Linked DNA regions of Canis lupus: region 2 is linked to region 1. Evidence: chromatin contacts called from public Hi-C data. All regions are on one chromosome and are shown on one strand. Each heading gives the region's core, a stretch centred on a gene start, on an enhancer-like site or on the middle of the called end of the contact. The rest is flanking DNA. Distances are from core to core; before and after follow the strand shown. Region 1 holds the start of REEP6 (receptor expression-enhancing protein 6). Region 2 holds the start of FAM174C (protein FAM174C).

What was found. Hi-C and Micro-C count contacts between places; a contact is called where the count stands out from the background.
Region 2: a contact with region 1 is called in a Hi-C map of blood, with 2.6 times the contacts expected there. The contact joins the promoter of FAM174C here to the promoter of REEP6 in region 1. A contact is called at or near these places in 2 of 9 Hi-C or Micro-C datasets (amygdala and blood).

The regions. Positions count from the first base shown.
Region 1 is chr20:57,835,704-57,840,246 of UU_Cfam_GSD_1.0, reverse strand. REEP6 (receptor expression-enhancing protein 6) reads left to right here and starts at 1,997. Exons shown (of 5, transcript XM_038567992.1): 1 at 1,997-2,190. The coding sequence starts at 2,076. It overlaps PCSK4 (proprotein convertase subtilisin/kexin type 4), which reads right to left and starts at 1,229. Exons shown (of 15, transcript XM_038567987.1): 1 at 1,020-1,229; 2 at 653-757. The coding sequence starts at 1,214.
Region 2 is chr20:57,999,085-58,003,627 of UU_Cfam_GSD_1.0, reverse strand. It overlaps FAM174C (protein FAM174C), which reads left to right and starts at 1,816. Exons shown (of 3, transcript XM_038568022.1): 1 at 1,816-2,099; 2 at 2,459-2,575; 3 at 3,051-3,398. The coding sequence starts at 1,816. The coding sequence ends at 3,051. It overlaps CIRBP (cold-inducible RNA-binding protein), which reads left to right. Exons shown (of 8, transcript XM_038568015.1): 7 at 526-656; 8 at 837-1,000. The coding sequence ends at 530.

The DNA of each region.
Region 1 (4,543 bases), core at 748-3,247:
TTGCTGATCTCTCAACATCCCCAAACCAGTTCATGTGCCCTCGCCCTCATCTCAGTGATGGGGCAACCATCTCCCCATTTGCCCAGCTCCACACTACGGAGCTGGACCTGATTTCTCTCCGTCCTGCACAACCAATCCATCGGCAAAGGCAAACCCTGGCCCCTCTGTCCCACAAACCCTATCTGGAACCACTGACTTCTGTCCCCAGTGCTCCCAGTGGGTTTCAGGCCATCAAGGCTCTTGCCTCCATGCCGATCAGCTCCCCTGGCCCAGCCCATACCCCGTCATGGCTCCTGAGGGCTTGCAGACTCAGCCTCGACCCCCCAACTTGGCAGCTAAAGCCTTTCTCCCAATCCGGGACTTCTCTGAGCATCTCACAGGCTCGCTGGGTGACTTCAAGCGGGATTCCTACTCTGGAGCCGTTGCCCCCATCCTATAAAGGGCCACTTCCCTTCCCCCCATCCCGTGAACTCCAACAGTATCTGCCCTCTGTACGGAGTATGTAGGAATCTTGATCTTTCGGAGTGAGACAGAGGAGGGGGCTGGGGGAAGGGGTGGGAGCGACAAGAAATGCTGACAGTGTGCTGAGCCTCAAGGACGAGCGGAGACCCAGACTCAGGGCAGGTGGCCGAGACCCCCAGCCCAGGCTCACCTTGGGGTCTTTCTTCAGGCGCAGGCAATGGCCCCAGTGTGGGGTCAGGGACTGCTGGACCACGCCCCGATGCCGCAGGTGGAAGTACTGCCCGTCAGGAAAGATCTGGGAACGTGGAGAAGCATCCGCGACCATGGCACCTGGCTCCGACATGGAGTGCCCCAGGACAGGCCAACACCTCTGGCTTGCTTCCCCCCCAACCAGGTGCCCAGGTGGGGGCTTCGGTCGCCCCCCAGAGGCCCCAGAATCTGAAGCTGGTCGAGGCAGGGGTGGGCTGGGGCTTCTGGACATCTTGAGTACCCCTCCCGTCTGCCGGGGTCTGGGGTCGTCCAGGCCCCGCCCCTCCTGTCCATCGGGTCCCACCCACCTGCCCCAGGTAGACGAAGCCGAATTTGCGCGCCAGGCGCTCGGCCTCCCGGTAACCCTGGGACACCCTCACGGCCCAGCTGCTGACATAGATGGGGGCCCGGGCCGAGGACCACCCCACAGGCAGGGGGCCAACGAGGGCCAGGCCCAGGGCCAGGGCTAGGCGCAGCCAGAGCGCAGTCCGGGCGGGCCGCATGGCGGCGGCGGCGGGGGCGGGGCCGGGCCGGGGCCTCCGAAAGCCCCTCCCCCTGGGCAAACCGCCGAGTCGGCCCAGGCGCCCGCCCCGCCCCCGGGGCCATAGCAACCCCAGGAAGGCTTCAACTCCCAGGGGGCCTTGCGGCTCCCCCTTGAGGGGCGCGAAGATCCGGCCCGAGTCGGGGGGCGCCCACGGCCGCCCGGGGCCTCCGCAGACCCGAGCCGTCTGCAGCCTCAGTGTCCCCGACCTGGACGGTGACCCGCTCTCCCGACCCAGAGGAGCCGGGTCGCCGCGGCTCTCCTCGGCCCCGCCCCCGAGAGTCAGCCCTGCCTCCTGCCCGGCGCCGGCGGACTAGCGCGTCCCAGTAAGTCCCGCCTCCCGGACTCGGGGCGCCCCAACCCCCTGCCCCGAGAGGCTGCCTCCTCCTTTATGATCAGCCCCGCCCCTCCCCTGCCCTCGCCAATCAGCTCCGGCCTCTCTCGGGTCCTCCCGCCAGAGGCTCCGCCCCCACGGCGGCTCAGCCAATAATCCCCGGCCGTGGCCCCGCCCCTTGCTCCGCCCACGTCCCGGCCCGTCCGCCAATCGGCGCGCTCAGCCGCGGCGCCCCGCCCACTGCCCCCGGAGTCGCGGCTGCGGCGGCCGCGGCCCGCCAGAGGGCAATGCGGCGGGGGAGGCGGGGCAGGCCCCACCTCCTTTGTCCGCCCTGCCCTCCCATTGGCCGGGGCGGGGGGCAGGGGGCGGAGACCAGCCTGGGGGCGGAGCGGGGCTGCTCGCGCCGCGGGACGGAGGCACGCGCGCGGCGGGGCCGGTGCGCGGGGCCGCGGTCGAGCTCGGGCTGCCAGCCCCGGGCCCGCCGGTGCCATGGACGGCCTGCGCCAGCGCTTCGAGCACCTTCTGGAACAGAGGAACTTGGTCACCGAAGCGCTGGGGGCTCTCGAAGCCAAGACAGGTGTCGACAAGCGGTACTTGGCCGCGGGTGAGCCGTCCGGGGCGCTCGGGACTGCTGCCCCATTTCGCCGACCGGCACACTGAGGCCCTGGGGCGCCGGGGCCCCGGTCCCGACCCCTCGCGGCCGGCGCCTTCTGCGGGGCTCGGGCTCGGACGGCGGGGCGCACCTCACCGTCCAGCAGGGAGACAGACGGAGATGCTGGGGAGGGGTCGTGCGCCAGGACCTCGCGTCTGCCAGCAGCCTGTCCTCTGCCCTCGTCGTGCGATCTCGGGCGAGTGTCACCCCCTCTCTCGGCCCCTGCATTACCTCCACTCCCACCCTCGGGTCTGGCCGCAGGCCGCCGCTGCCCCTTCCCTGCTGGCCCTGGGTGACCGCCAGGCCGAAGTCCGGTTCTTCCAGTTGCTGTGTCCGCCCTGGGGGAGGAGAGGGTGGCGGGTAGGCGGCCAGTGCCCTGGAGTCTTGCCACCCCGTCCCACAAGGATCCCAGCCTGGAAGCAAGTGGAGCATCCTGCTGGGGCGGGAGGGTCTCCCCCACGTCTCTTCCCTCCCGTTTCCTGCGAGCCCACCCCCCCCCACGGCTTTGGCCCACTGTGCGTGAATACTTGGGTTGGGTTGTCTGAGGCTGTGACGGGGCTGGAGGGGTAGTGGATGCGGGAGTGTAGAGAGGAGCCCCAACAGCCGGGGAGCGGGACTCCTGACTATAACCATTCCAGGACCCCTCCTCTTCCTTTCCTCCTCGGTGACCTTGGGGGGCCCCTGCCAGTGTCCCAGACTGTCTGGGAAGCACTCCTCAAATGCCTCCTTCCCCTCTTTTCCCGTGTACCAGGCCCGTCAGTTCTGCAGCCACCCCCACACACACACCCGGGGTGCATCACAGGGACACTTTGTCCAGACGTGGCAGGGGGGCTTTGGGTGAGGACAGGGTGTGTGTCCTGAACACCTCTGTGTGCAGATCCTGGGAGTCCTCTTTCCTCCCATTTCCCCCAGAGGGGATCCCGTGCCCAGCGGCCCAGGGAAGGCCGGTGCTTTGCTTCCCGGGGCCTGCGGTGTCAGGGCAGGTCAGCTCAGCCAGGAACCTGCCCTGGCTTCTCTGCGCGTTTCCACATCCCTGGTACCTGGAGGCAGGGACTCTAGGTCATAGGGCAGTGGGGGGAGGGGCCTCCTGGGGAAGCTGAGAGTCACAGGGAAGAAACTGAGGCCCTCCTCTAGCGTCAGGAGCTTCGTGGGAGGCTGCCTCTGCCACCTGCCCTGTCTGGAGCATCCACCCCTCCCTCCTCACCTCTCCATCTGCCCCCCCAGCTCCATCTGTTGCTGATCTCAGAGAGCGTGCTCCCCCCATGTCCAAGGTCATCCACCCATTGCTGAGGCTGCAGGAATAAGGATTGAGGGGGGAAGTGCCCTAGGAAAGCTGCTCCTCCCAACCAGAACTTTCCCCCCCATCCAGATGTGGGACCTCTTGGGCCCCAGCTGCCCCAAATGATCAGATTCCCAGCCCGGACAGCAATAGATGAAACCCAGCAGAGACGGTGACCAGACCTCCTAGGGCCCACTGGGGAGGCTCCCCTCCCTCCCCTGACCCCAGGCCCTAGGGATAAAGACCAACGCAGGTGGGGGGAAGGGTGGGGGTGACTCTGCCCTTTGGCACACCAGTGCCCTCTGTCTCTGCAGATAACAGCCTGGGGGAGGAGGCTGGAGGCTGTAAAGTACTCCCAGGAGCCCAGAGGCTCTCTGAGTGACCTTGGGTCTCACTCCCCCAGTTTCCAGTGTGTTCTGGCCATTGAGTGGGCTACAGCGAGGAAGTGCAGGGACCTGCACACCAGAAGCACTTAATAAATGCAGTATTTACCATCATTGCTTTCAGAGTGGCTCGTGCTCCTGGTTCCCTGCCTCCCCCAGGGGTGTTTTCTCTGAGCCCTCATTTACCACTGGGAAAGCATGTGTGTGCCTAGAGGGTGCTCGGGAAACGCGTAGAGCTGAGTGGTATTTAGCTATCGCCACAGCAACCTTGGGAGACAGGGCTATTACCACTCCATTGACAGATGGGGAAACTGAGGCTGCTCCGTGTTGTGCGGCAGGTGGGAAAGCAGCGGGCTCTGTGCTAAGCTGTCTTGTGCTAAGACAAGGGTCCTTACACGGGGCCATGCTGTCCCTCTCGGGACACCGGGCAGTGACTGGGGACGTTGGTGGCTGTCACGACTGGGGGTGCTCCTGGCATCGGGGGCTGGGGGCCAGGGATGCTGCCTGGCACCCCAGGGCCCAGGACGTCCCCACCGAAGATGATCCTGCCCCGATTGTCCGCAGTGGTGAGGATGAAAAACTCCATTGAGATCAAAGTCACAAATGTTGCCTTTCCCTGCTACTGGGAATCCAGCCCGGATGA
Region 2 (4,543 bases), core at 567-3,066, 160 kb before region 1:
TTTTTTGTTTTTTTGTTTTTTGTTTTTTAAATCAAGCTAGCACTAAAGTCAGACCTCGGCCGTTGGCCTTTCCCCGCCTGCAGCCAGGCGAGCGGCCTGGGCAGTCACGCCTCAAGAGTAGTTTCGATCCATAAGCAGGATTGGAGACCACCGAACGCCCTGCCTTTTGGAATTTTTGTTCATCAATTGACCGTCTTTTCCAGACCTCCTTACCTCAGGCTCCTCACTAGCTTTCTCTGATGTCTGTTGCCGCCATGAGTTTTTCCCAGAGCCCACACTCTTCTCTAAGCAGCTCCATCCCAATTGGGTAGCTGGCTCTGCTTAAGGGTGGAACGTGGCCTGGCCCATCTGAAAGGCGCAGGCCCACCCTGGGCACGCCAGCCTGGGACGGGGCCTCTGCCAGGATGGCCCCGATGACTAGCTTGAGACCCTCCTAGGAGCTGTGGATGGTTTCAGGGGAGGTGGGGAGGGGCAGACACGAGCTGTGGCTGGGACACTGGGCGTAACGCTTCTTTGCTTTGGCAGGTTGAAGGGAAGCCATTGTGACTTGGAAGGGTGGCCAGAGTGCAGCGATGACCTGGGGTCCCTGTCCCAGGAGGAACTTCACCTGGAAGCAAGAGCCAGAGGCACGGCTATCTGTCCTCACCATGTTACCTGTAAGTGCTATCATGAGGTGGGTGCTTTGAGGCCCTTTGGCCCTGACAATGCCTGGCCCACCTGGTGGGTTCTCCTTTCCTGGTCTCCTGCTCTACTGTGACGCCAGCTGGAGGCTGCGTTCTGGGGCCCCCTGCCGGTACCAGCTCTCCTTTACGCCCCCCCTGCTTCTTGTCTTCCAGCAGGTACTTCACTGGGGAGGCTGAGGTGCACGGATTCATGATGCTCCGTGAGGACAGGTGTGTGGCAGTTGGCACCACACGTATCTGGTTCTCCCCCCGATTCTCCCCCTCGTCGGTAGCAGGACCTGGAAGTTGGATTTGAATAAAGGGCTGGTGTGTCCGCACAGAAGTCTGAGTTTGGCTTGGGGTGCGACCGTGGGGTGTTTGGGGTGGGGAGTTGTCTGCTAGAGAAAGTCTCTCTCTGGCCTCTGTTCAGGGCACAAGCTGGACCCAAGCCAGGACCCGGTCACTTTGTTGTCTCCTTGGGCAGTGGTTGTAGGTTTTGACGGGCAGTGAGGCCGAGAGATGGTGGTGGACCCCAGGCCGCCTCATGTCAGGTGGGCACCTGTCTTCCAGGGTCTTGGCAGAGTGGTCCCCAATCTCCCATCTTGTGTTGACTGAGCTTGCGTTCTGGGTTGGTTGCCTCCTGCCCGGTTCTGGGGTGCAGAGCATTGGGGCTGACCCTTGGTTGGGATGCCTTAGTCCTGGGCCACTCCCCTCCACTCTCAGTAGGACTGGGAGGGCGGCGGCGGCAGGGAGCCCCGAGTCCTCCCACAGGTGGGGGCGGCCCCTGCGGAGAGCCAGATGCCCCCCACTAGCTGGACAGCCCCTCTCCCAGGGGGAGGAGAGCCGGGGAGCACTCCGCGCGGGGTGGGGGCTCCAGGCCGCGGGCCTCGGACCCCACCGTGCTAGCCACAGGGAGGAGCGGAGGGCGCCCGGCGGCCCCGGTCCGCGGGCGGGGGAAGCCCGGGGTGCGCGCGCAGTCGGCGGCCGCAGCGCCTGTGGGCCCCGCCCGGAAGCGCCCGAGGATCCGCTCGGCAGGGGGGCGGGGCTCCGCGAGCGCTAGGCCCCGCCCCCGCGGGCCATTGGCCGGGGCCGCCCCCGCGCCGCTGAGTGACGGGCGCGGGGGGCGGGGCGCAGGCTCCGCTTCCGCCGGGCCATGGGGCCGCGCGTGCTGCCGCCGCCGCCGCTGCTGCCGCTGCTGCTGCTGCTGTCGGCGCTGCTGTGCGGGGCCCAGGAGGCCGCGCCCCCGTCGCCGCGCCCCGTGCAGGCCAGGCTGTCGCCATCGCCCGCCGTGACGAACGGGAGCCAGCCGGGCTCGCCGCACAACAGCACGCACGCGCGGCCGCCGGCCTCGCCGGGCTCGTCGCTGCTGCGCTTCTTCTACGTGCTCACGGGCCTCAGCGGCCTGGCCGCGCTCTACTTCCTCATCCGGGCGTTCAGGTGCGGCCGGCGGCGGCCAGTCCTCGCGCGCCTCCCGCCTCACGTGTCGGCGCCGGGCCCCGCCCCCGGAGCGCCGTGGCCGGGGGGGGGGGGGGGGGACCCGGGCGCGGCCCCTCCCTCCGGGTCGGCGGCCCCGCGTCACCCCGCCTGGCCGCGCGCCGCCTCGGTTCTGCGGGGCCCGGGACTCCCCGCCGGCCGCCAGGGCCCCGGGGTCCCGCCGCTCGGGGAGGGGCCGGAGCGGCGCCGGGGTCGCGGGCGCGGAGGGCGCGGAGGGCGCGGAGGGCGCGGGCGGGCTGGGACGGCCCGCGGGCTGGCCGGACCCCGACGCCGGCCCTGAGCTCGCCTCGGCCCGCCTGCAGGTTGAAGAAGCCGCAGCGGAGGAGGTACGGCCTCCTGGCCAACACCGACGACCCCACGGACATGGCGTCGCTGGACAGCGACGAGGAGATCGTCTTCGAGACCCGGAATCTGAGATGGTAGCGCGGCCCTCGCTTCAGGCTCCCGGGAACCGGGCTTGTCGGGGGGAGGGGGCCGCCAGCCCCGAGGCCTGCCCCGGCCGACCCGGAGGCCAGGATGAGTGTCGGGGACAGTGTCGTGGGGCCGCCGAGGGGCTGGCTCAGGCTCGGGCCCTGTGCCCCGGCGGGGAGGAGGCTCGGGGCAGCAGCGGCCCGAGCAGTCGCGAGCCGCCCTCCGGGACAGGGCGCAGGCTCGGAGGCCGGGAGGCCGGGACAGCGGGCAGGGCGCTGCTCTGAGCTGCCGGGCCCGCGGGGGCGGCGCTGGTGCCATCCGGGAACCCCCTGCCTGGCGGCGGTCTGGTGGGGCCCCGCGGCCCGCGGGCTGGGGAGGGGGGCCTGGCGGACTCCGGGGGACGCTGGACAGCGGAGGTCTCTGCTGGTCACTGGCAGGGGGAGCCCCAGGCACCGCGGGGTCTCACCCCCCCTTCACCCCCAGATGCTCCGGTCCAGGAGGCGGCCTTTCCAGAAGCCCCAGGGAGAGGACAAGAGGCGGAACGGGCTCCGGGGGCGCGCGGCACCCCGCTGATCCTCCTGCTGGCTTCGCTGCAGACTCCCAGAGCACCGCTTCGGCCCTACCCTTCACCCGGATGCCGCCGTGCAGGATGCTGCGTGCAAATCAGAGGCGCCGGAAGCCTCACGCGGGCCTCAGAGACTGGGGGACTGTGGCCTGGGTCACTCCACTTCTGCGGGGGACGGGGCGGGCTGAGGGACCTGTCTGGGACCTGTCTGGGAGCTGTCCCGCTGTGCTGGCGACAATAAAGGCAGCAGTGGCTCGGTAGCTGGACCTCGACTCCGCGCAGGCCCCACCCGGTGCGCCAACCCACAGGCGGTGGGTGCGCCACAGAGCAGGGCTCCATCTGTGCCTCAGTCTCCCACCTGTGACCAATCCAGCCTTCCTTGGGCTTGTCCCTGGCTGCCCCAGGGGTCCAGTGAGGAACCCCCAAGGTAGACGGGGAGCTGGGGAAGCCCTGGCCTCACCCGCCCAGATAGAGGCCTTGCCAGCCTGTGCCCCAAGGCCCAGGGCAGCTCCTGCGTTTGCTGGTCAAAGCCCACGTGCAGGGGCTCCGTCCCTGGAGCCCCTCCAGGCCGCGCCCCCCAGTGTCCCCACCCGACCCTGCTCACCACCCCGCACCTGGGGGTGTTTCCCACGGAGCTCTGGGGCAGTAGTGGAGGGGGGCCGGAGCTTCCTGTGCTCCAAGGCCCCCATAGCGCTCCTGTGGGAGCTGCACTGAACCTGAGCCCCCAGCCCCCGCGAGTTTATGGGTTTCCCCGTGGGCCTGGTTCCCTCGTGAGCTGCTGCTCCCGGACAGGTGGTGGTTCTGGGCTGGCACCCCCCACCCTCCCTGCGATGGGTCGTGGGGAGTCTAGGGGGAGGGGCTGCTCGGCCTGGAGGCTCCCCAGGGTCTTGGCCGGAGGCAGCGCAGCCGCGGCGCGGTGAGGAGCAGCCACCAGGTGGCAGCCTTGTGCCACGCAGCCTCCTCCCTGCGGCCGCGGGGCTGCGGGCGGTGTGGCCGCCTCCTCCGCTGGAGCCGGGCGGTCCTGGGGGCAAGAGGCTCAGCGGACCCCCACGTCGTCCCCGCGTCCGGCAGGGGCGCGCTGCTGTCAGCCCCGCGGGCCCACCCGCCGCCCTGCTGGGGAGTGTCGCTCCCTGCCTGCTGCCGGGGTGCAGAGAAGCTGTCGCCGGCCCAGCCAGCTGGTGGGCGCCCTCTGCAGCTGGGGTCGCTGCCCTCGGCACCTCTGTTGGCCTCTGCACCCCGAGTCTGTTTCCCCTTTCTCCGGCTGGCCAGCTGGTGCCTCCAGGAAGTCCTCCCTGACTGCCGCTCCCGCCCTGCTGTTTGGGAGGGTCTCGCACTCCGGGTCCAGTGGGTTCTGTGTTGAAGCTCAAAGTGAAGCCAGAGCCCCTGGGAGACCTGGACAGGTCACACCCGC